2 separate regions of the Pan troglodytes genome follow, and region 2 is linked to region 1. A link is a contact called in public Hi-C data. All regions are on one chromosome and are shown on one strand. Each heading gives the region's core, a stretch centred on a gene start, on an enhancer-like site or on the middle of the called end of the contact. The rest is flanking DNA. Distances are from core to core; before and after follow the strand shown. Region 1 overlaps CASZ1 (castor zinc finger 1). Region 2 overlaps PEX14 (peroxisomal biogenesis factor 14).

Region 1 (4,618 bases), core at 1,920-4,419:
AGGACCGAGTGGAATAGCTAGAATGGACAGGCAGGCCTGGAGAGCCAGGCACAAGAAGCAGGGGGATGACAGGCCCCGGCCCAGCCACACCAAGCGCACCACGCAGGGCCACAGATGGCACCACGCCTCCAAGGGCCATATGGGGTTCCTTTCCCTGGCCTCCCTGATAGGAAGGATCACTTTGGGGCTCCTCGGGAGGCCTTCAGATGGAGCTGAAGAGCCCCTAGGCAGGGCCAAGAGCCCAGAGAAGGAGACGGAGATGTTTTCTATTTCCGGGTCCCTGGGGGGCCCAGGGGCAGATTGAGACAGGCTCCTTGCAGGGAAGGTGTTAACAAACAGCAGGTGATTAAACATGACAAGTGGTGACATTTCTGTTCAGGGTTCTCAGTCCCGGCAAAGCCAAGAATGAAGCTATAAACCCTGACATTTTGTGTTATGCACTGAGAGGTTTTTAATAGACCTCGTTCCCTCTTCCCCACTCAACTTCTCTCCCTCCTTTACTTCCCCTCTCGGTATCCACTGCCCCACTGGAAGCTCCTGCCTCCCGGATTCCGCCGGGCCCCCAGGAGTCTTCCGGGGCCCTTGATCCACAGACCCTCCTCCCTCTGCCTCTGCAGGGCTGAGTACAACCCTGCCCTCTGCCTCTCCCACTTCACGGTGATATTTCCCGTTGCCCCTTCTCCCCGTCCCGGCACCCCCCACTTCCCTCCAGCCTTCACTGTCTCACCTCCTGTTTTTGGGTCCTGATCTCACAGCCTCACCCTTAGCTGCGGCTGTCCCAGTTGTCTGGGACAGCAGGTGGCTGTCCCTGTGTGTTGTGTTTATAACATTTTCAGACAAACTTGAAAGTGGATGTAGGGAGATGGTGGGGCTTGGTATGGGATTTTCCCCCATCTTTTTTTCAATCCCCTTTTCTCCTTTTGGGACAGGGACAGGAGGTGGAGGGAGAGAGTCGCACTTCACTGCAAACAGTTGCAGGATTTATTCAGAAAGGGACTGGCCAGCAACAGTTGTTCCTCTCGCCGAGAAATGTTCGAACAACTGGGGCCTCTTTTGTTCTCTGGGTAGAGCCCTGTGAAGGGCGTTTGGAGGTGAGCCTGGGGCTCAAGAGGGCAAGAGACCCAAGAGAAGGGGCTTCAGCTCAGTCCCACCCAGGGAGTCCCCACCCCACCCCTCCAGGAAAGGTTCCTGGAGCCCCGAGGGGGTCAGTCCAGAAGCCAGGCCACGTCCCTGGGGCCCAGCGCCACCCTAACGAGCTCCAGAAGCACTGGGTTTTCTGCATTCACTCAGTCAATATTTGTTGGGCCAGACACTGCGCTGAAACAGTGGTCTCGTCCCAGGGATCTTGCAGTCTGGTGAGGCAGAGGGCTAATTAAACAAGTTACTATGAAAGTGCTAAGACTAGGACAGGGTGCAGTGAGGACAGAGGGAGAGGACAGTCCCGGGAGGCTGCCCAGAGAAAGTGAAGTGTCAGCTGGGACCCATGAAGGCTGTGTAGGAGGAGGGGTGGCCGGGCTCTGAGGTGAAGGAGCAGTTTCTGCCGCTGAGGGGGCAGCGTGCTGAGGGCCTGGCAGGGAGAGGTGGGCGCTGCCTCACATGGGCTGGCTGGCGGGTGGAGTAGGGTCTGGGCTGTGCCCTTTGATCTCTGAGTAACTGACCCTGTACGTGCTCTTCTGTCCACCCTTCCACCATCCCGACCCACCTGGGCCAGGCATGGAGGTCAGGGTGAGGATGGGGATGAGGGTAATGGATAAAAGACTTCAAGGAAAAAAAAAAAAAGGTCAGGCACGGTGGCTCCTGCCTATAATCCCAGCACTTTGGGAGGCCAAGGCGGGCAGATCACTTGAGGCTGGAAGTTCGAAACCAGCCGGGCCAACATGGCGAAACCCCGTCTCTACTAAAAATTCAAAAAGTAGCCAAGTGTGGTGGCAGGCGCCTGTAATCCCAGCGACTTGGGAGGCTGAGGCAGGAGAATCGCTTGAATCCAGGAGGTGGAGGTTGCAGTGAGCCGAGATTGTGCCACTGCACTCCAGCCTGGGCGACAGAGTAAGACCCTGTCTCCAAAAAAAAGAAAGAAAGAAAGAAAGATGGGGGTGAGGCCCCAGCCCTGCCCCAGTGGGAGGGGGAACACCCGGGAAGTCAGTGTGTGTCCCCAAAGACTGGGGCTGCGTCTGCTTTCCCGCTTCCTAGTCCCTGTTGCTGGTGACTCATTGGTAGTGGTGTGGGACGGAGGCTTCAGACCTGCATGGAGGAACTGGAGAGGGCCCAGCTGGGCTCAGCAGCAAGTCCGTCTGCCCGCCTGCCCCTTCACCTTCTCCACCCGCTGACCTCAGGGCCCAGCCGGGGTGTGGCCTCTTGGACGCCCTCCTCCAGCCCAAAGTTGCCCTACCCTTTGTGCTCTGGAGTGTGAAACAGTAATGCTGGAGCGTGCAACACTGCACCCCCTGAGACCCAAAGCCATCCTCCCAGGATCCCTAGGGCAGAGGGGGCAGTGCCAGTAGCTGCTCAGGATATATTTGAGAAACTCAACCAAGCCAGGAGGAGAGGATTTGAGTTCATCTTTAGAGCAGGACTAATGAGGAGCCTGCAGACTGACCTGTGGGTCCCTGGTGTCCAGAAGACAGGCCCTGGAGGTCCAAGTTCAGCTCCTTCCTCCACCCCCAGAGCCGGCCTCGCACCCCCCTCCCCTCCACCGCCCCCCCCCCCCCCCCCCCCCCGCCCCGTGCCATCCAGCCGGAGCCATCCGGCAGCATCGTAAGGCCTTCTGCCTGGAAGGGGCTCTCGTGGCCTTTAGGGTACTTCCTTCCCTGCTTACTCAGCCTTTGCCCAGAGGTCAGGCCCAGGACACCCCACCTTCACATTGGTTCCCTGAGAAGGAATCCAGGCGGCATAAAGCCATCACTCCCCTTCCCCAGCCTGCCCCACCCCAGCCTTTCTGCAGGAGCTGGCCTGGGCTCCTTAATGCCACCCCTTGTCAGTTCAGACCCCCTAGAGTCCAGCCAGGAGTCCCCTAAGGGCCAAGGGGCTCAGCCTTCCTCCCTCACTTGGCAGCTGGGTTTGGGACGGGGAATGGGTAGGGATGCTGGAAGGGTAGGGGAGGGGAGTCCCAGGGCTGGGACTTGGCCTGCTGCCCCTGCAGATCCGGAGCCAGGTTTTACTGTAATCCCTACATCCTGTTGCAGATCCTTAATCAGCTGGAGCCCAGGTTGGGCCGGACCCTGTGGTGACACTCGGGGTTGTAGTATGGAAAACCTGAAGTGGAGCTTCCAGAGTTGGGGTTGGGGACTGTGAAGATGAGGCAGGTGGAGGGGAGGAGAAGGGTGCCCGTGCAGGCACAGGATGTGGACAGAGCCCAGACCCGCCACCCACTCGACCCAGGCTGGGGGTGGAGGTGCAGCTGTTGCAGGCTGGGAACCAGGACTATGATATGGGGAGGAGGGGCCCGCGGGGGGCCCTAGGAGAATGCCAGAGTATGTGGGGGCTGCTACATTGCTTGGTAGCACCATCGAGACAGCTGGCCCGAGTCATCCTGATGGTGAACAATGACTCCAGCCCGGAATCGGCAGAGGGAGCCCTGGGTGGCGTTGGCTCCAGGGGTCTATTCTGACAGGGGCCTAAGTCCGGGGTTGGGAGTGTTTCCGCCTGCTGGGAGAGGGACCCCTTCCTGGGGCAGGTGGTGCAGATGGCCCAGGAGACCTGTCTGCCTCAAGTTTGGGACTAGGCTCTGTCCTGGAGGCAGCAGGGGCCCTTTGGCAGGGCAGCAGGCTCCCAGGATCAGCCTATGCTTTCGTCAAAAGCAGCAGGCCCTGGTGGAGAGCTCTGTGCCAGCCCTGCAGTCCCCTCATGAATCCTGGGAAGTCGGGGCAGCGGGTACCCCTCCTGAACCTCAGCTCTTCATGGCCCAGGGAGCAGTGATGGAGGAGAGTGAGGGGACACGCATAGGCCAGAGATAGCCAGAGAGCGGAAGCCAGGGGTGGGCTGGCTCGCAGCAGGCGGGCAGACGGGCGTCTGTCCTGCCAGGGGCCCAGGCTGGCTCTGCAGACAGCCTCTTTTCTATATGGAAATGAAGAATTTAGGCTAATGGAGCTCAACCATCTCTAATTTTGCGATGGCAGGAGGATTTTGATTGAAAGTAATTAAGCAAGCTAGCTGTAAAATTAATTAAAGCAAAAGGGGGGGATTTTTTATTGGATTGGATAGCGATATAGCGTCTGTCAGGCGGGGGACGGATGGGGGTGACCTGAATCCTCTGCCCTCCCCCCTCCCGCTCGGGACGTTTATGTCACTTTAATCTCCTTACAGCGGCTGCTGTGCATTTGTTTGAAATAATCAAGGAAATATGGTCAGAAATTGTCAGCTTTCAGATCTAATTTACCTGACGGCCCCTGCGCGAGCCGGCGCGGCCCAGGGAGCGAGTGTGCGTGAGCGGGTGGGGGAGCTGGGTGGGCTCAGAGGACACTGGGATCTTCAGCCCCGGCCTCGGCCCCCTCGCGGGGGCGGTGCTGCCCCGGCCCTGTGGGCACCTCCCTGGGCTCTGCCCCCCTCTGGAACAGACCCCCCCACCCCCACCCACCTGCTGCCTCTCCCTCACACTGTAACCAGCTTTAGGGTTTAGGGA
Region 2 (4,446 bases), core at 1,235-3,734, 160 kb after region 1:
CTAAAGACTACAAATGAAACTTCAGAAGGTTAAAAGTATATAATGAGAAGGGGCCAAGGGGATGGTATTCACTCAACCTCACCTTAAATATGTATGATTCTTAGGGGGAAAAAAGTCAACACCCATAAGGTGGTAATCAAAAAGCAAAGCCAAAGATGAGCCAGGTTTAATTCTAACTCAGTCACCAACTTCTTCAGTAACTTTCAGAGCTACTTACCTTTCCTGTTCCTGCTTCCTCATCTGTAAAATGGAACTAATACTGCTTAGAGACTCACAAAGTGGTATAAGGAATAATTAGTTAGCATTTATGTAACACTTTTCATCTTCAAAGTAGGATTACAGACTATAAAGTAGAGTAGATGTGGCTTGAAAAATCTTTTTAAAACCTAAAATAAAGCATGAAAGCAAATTCAGAGAAGTAAACTCAGCTGACATCATCTTAGAGCAGCCAGATAGCTCTGCCTCCACGGGCACCCCCATCTGCCCTAGTCAGTATTTGCATGTGGAGACAAAGGTATAAGGATATTTTATTAGGGAAAATGGGAGGAGATAGAAAGAAGAGAAAAAGGAGAAAGAGAAGGTTAGAGAAAAGGAATGGGAGAAAGTATAAAAGGGAGAAAAGATAAGAGAGAAAAAGAAAAGAAAAGGAGAGAATAGCAAACAGCAAGAAATAAAGGGAGAAAAGACAAATCTTATCCACTAGAAGAAAAACAAAAACAGGAAGAGAGGAAGAAAAAGAGAAATGGAAAAGAAAACTTCTTTAAGGGGATATTTTTCCTGTTTCCAAAGAAAAAAGAAGATTAAAAAGTAAAAGGAAAGTTTAAAATGTTTAAAAAAAAAAAAAAAAGACAACGACAAAGAGCAGAGGATAGAAAAAGAGAAGATAAAGCTTTCAAGAGTATGTCTGGAAACCAGAAAGCTGGAAGAGAAATCATTAGCAAGTCCATAGTGCAACTACAGTGATACTGTGTGGATCAATTCATTTAACGCTGCCCTGTACATTTACAGAAAAGTACCTCTGATATAATAAAGGCTCATAAACACGCAGAAATTGGGTTAGACCCGTTTCGAATTCCTGCCAAACAATGGTTCAGAAAAATGAAGCTCTATTTTAATTAGCTGGATTCACGAGTGATTTGATAACAGCAGATGCTGTCTGGATGCTTTCAGCTTGATGGGCTCCACATACATGAACTTAGAGTGGTTTTGATGCAATTAGGTGTTTCTTTCTGCTCCAACATGCCAGGCCTAAGGACCTGAGCCTACGTGTAGCCCCTACATGTTGCTAAATTTATCTGTATGTTAATATTCAAATCATGAAGATGAGAAGGGTGGCCACCATAAGGGAAGTAGAAAAGTAGTTTTCAGGGCCGCCCATGGTGGTTCATGACTGTAATCCAGCACTCTGGGAGGCCAAGGTGGGAGGATCACTTGAGGCCAAGAGTTTGAGACCAGCCTAGACAACACAGTGAAATCCTGTCTCTTCAAAAAATTTAAAAATTAGCTGGGCATGTTGGCATATGCCTGTGGTCCTAGCTACTTGGGAGGCTGGGGCAGGAGGATCGCTTGAGCTCAGAAGGTTGAGGCTGCAGTGACCTATGACCGCACCACTGCACTCCAGCCTGGGGTGACAGAGTGAGACCTTGTCTCTAGTTAAAAAAAAAAAAAAAAAAAAGAAGAAGAAGGCCAGGCACAACAGCTCATGCCTGTAATCCCAGCACTGTGGGAGACTGAAGTGAGAGGATCGCCTGAGCCCAGGAATTTGAGACCCAGCCTGGGCAACAAAGTGAGACCCTGTCACTACCAAAACATATTATTTATTTAATTTATTTTTATTTTACTCTCACCACTTCTGTTCAACAACAACAACAAAAATTTCAAATGAGCTGGGTGTGGTGGCACACATCTATGGTCCCAGCTACATGGAGGTCGAGGCGGGAGGATCACTTCGGCCGGAAGGTCAAGGCTGCAGTAAGCCGTGTTTGCACACTGCACTCCAGCCTGAGCAGCACAGCAAGTCCCTGTGTCCAAAAACAAAGAAAAGTAGTTTTTAAAAGTCACTAGTAAGTAGAAATGAATATTCTCACAATGAATTCTTCTTTCCACCAGGGAAAGAAAAGTTAGGCAGCTGAGAGAAAGCCACATAGGGCAGTGTCTCTGTAGAAATATTTAATGCCAAAGCTGAAACACAACAGGCTGTGCACTTCCAATTTTGCAAGTCCAGCACAGTGTTACACCGAAGGAAGAGTGCACCTAATGCACAGCCTGACCTGGGAAGTGGCCTTCAAAATGTTTTTTGTAATCAGGCATCCTATTATAACCCAGCGCACCATTCCCTGAGACAGGCGGTGGTATTCCGGATCACAACCCTGAAAGTCCGAGTCTTTTCACCAGGTGCTTTCAAGCCAGGCACCTTACTGCCCCCGCTCTCCCTCTTAAGCACTCTCTCTTCCAAAGAGCATTCTGTTTGCTTTTCCCAAAGCACTCCCTGCCCTCTGCTATGGCCACTTAGTGCAGCACCACCCACATGCACAGAGCTGCTAAAGGACTGCATAAAGCCAGAGCAGCTTCCAGCACAGGGCACGCCTAATAGGAGGGCCTGATCTGTTAATTATCTGTCAGTTTGTCACGGCTGGGCTGAGGAGGGGAGAATGATGAAAAGGGGGGTGTCGGGGGGAGGCCCTCTACTTGGTGGTGTGCTACTCTTCCTGAAATTCTGAATTCCGCTTTTGAAATCATTCACCCCCTGTTGGACAATGTGTAGTATACAGGGTGAAGAAGAGAGGATGGGAGTTTGGCTCGACTCCTTTTGACAGAAGTGGGGGCCTCTCCAACTCCACCACTACCACGACAAGCACACGGCAAGAAACACACTCCCTCACTTTCTCTCCAAGAGGACAAAACGGACATAACGACCTTCACACTATCTCTCCCCTTCACCGGCACTAACAAGCTGAGCACTGTAAATCAAGGATGAAATCCTTGTGCCAGGAAGGGAAGGAGAAGCATCTCTTCTGTAAAGAGCCCAAAGATGCTTCGGAATCAGCATTTCGGGCAAGGGGTGGGAACGCAGGAAGCACCATGCAGGCAACTGAAGGAAAAATATATATTTATTACATATAGCAGGCCTCCTTCTTCAAAAGTTATTTATTTCACAAAACCACTCTGCTAAATAGAGATTTCAATCTAATTGGAATTGGAATTTGCATATTGTAAATGCACCAAGTGAGAGTCTTGGACACTTGTGTTCTATTCTACAGTGTAAGGGTTCACCCGTGGATTTCCCAATATATACACTACAAGAATGTAAGAAAAGAGCACAGAGAACTGGCCTTTATATTTTATTTTTTCAGCCCTTCACAGAGGGTCCAGTCTGTGAAACGGGATGACGCTCTCAATATCCCCAAGGAGACAAAACCACTGAGGCAGAGAGGAGGTTCCCCCTGGCATCGGGTTTGCCATCAGCCGTGTGTCGCTGTTCAGTCTTGCAGGTCTGTGGAGCACCCCTGCCCACCACCCGGGGGAGGCAGGGAGTAGACCTCTGTTCATCTAACCCTTAACCCTCCCCATCCCATCTACATATCAAATTAGCCATGCTTAATTAACAGAGATGCAAATAGTCAGGGACCGAAATAAAGGTTTTTGACAAGAAGCAAAGAGGGATACTTTTTTTTAAGGAGAGGAGAGCGATAAAGCACCCAAAACAAAAGGTCAACCTACAAATAACTGAGGAAATGAGAGGGAAAAGGCACAGGTCAGGACTTCCCATAAAGGTCTGAAATTTTCTGTTTGTAACTCAGGGTTCACATGGAAAAGTAACGCATGACAGAGGAAGAGACACTTCTGGGGAAGTCAAGTTGGGACAAAGGTTCTAGAGTCCACCATTTGCCTGGGACTTACTTCCCTAGACTGCATTCAAATTGGGCTTCTGCTCCCTGCTCCCCTCACTCATTTCAAGAAAGAAATTATTTAATTTTTTTCAAATACTGAATCCCTAAGGCCCAAAGATGTGCCATTTCCTCAAAAACTAAGCATCTTCTAGTTCACAGCAACTCCTTTCTGCCCCCCATATACTCTGACAATGCTAGCCTCTCGGTCACAGGGTGTAACCTTCATTTAAAAAAAAAAAAAATCACAGGTTCTGCTTCCCATTTAGAAAAAAAAAAAAAAGGAACAAAATGGAAAGAAAGAATAAATATGAATTTGGAGGGGAATTCTGCCAAAACCTGAACCTCCAAAATCTGGTTCAGCCACATTCTTGCCCACAACCAGTACTTCTCGGTGCCTCCCAACATTTTTCAAAATGCAGCTGCACAACCTCTTAAAATTCAGATTTCTAGCACCTATAATTACAGGCCTCTCAAGCCAGGCTCCTTTAATTAATGAGCCTGACTCCTCTCTCTTCAAAGGAAGTCTGCATACAGGCTATATCAGAGGGTGAACCGA

What was found. Hi-C and Micro-C count contacts between places; a contact is called where the count stands out from the background.
Region 2: a Hi-C map of induced pluripotent stem cells shows a contact between it and region 1, with 1.7 times the contacts expected there. The contact joins two enhancer-like sites.

Annotation. Positions count from the first base shown.
Region 1 is chr1:221,315,447-221,320,064 of NHGRI_mPanTro3-v2.0_pri, forward strand. The region is part of intron 4 of CASZ1 (castor zinc finger 1); the gene reads left to right. Among named protein-coding and RNA genes, the nearest start is that of CASZ1, 120 kb to the left of the region's middle. Within about 2 kb of position 3,170, at least 2 of the 24 cell types and tissues checked have an H3K27ac peak or open chromatin away from gene starts, as enhancers often do. A contact at or near this core is called in induced pluripotent stem cells, where this site is marked.
Region 2 is chr1:221,476,582-221,481,027 of NHGRI_mPanTro3-v2.0_pri, forward strand. All of the region lies in intron 2 of PEX14 (peroxisomal biogenesis factor 14), which reads right to left. Among named protein-coding and RNA genes, the nearest start is that of DFFA, 44 kb to the right of the region's middle. Within about 2 kb of position 2,485, at least 4 of the 24 cell types and tissues checked have an H3K27ac peak or open chromatin away from gene starts, as enhancers often do. A contact at or near this core is called in induced pluripotent stem cells, where this site is marked.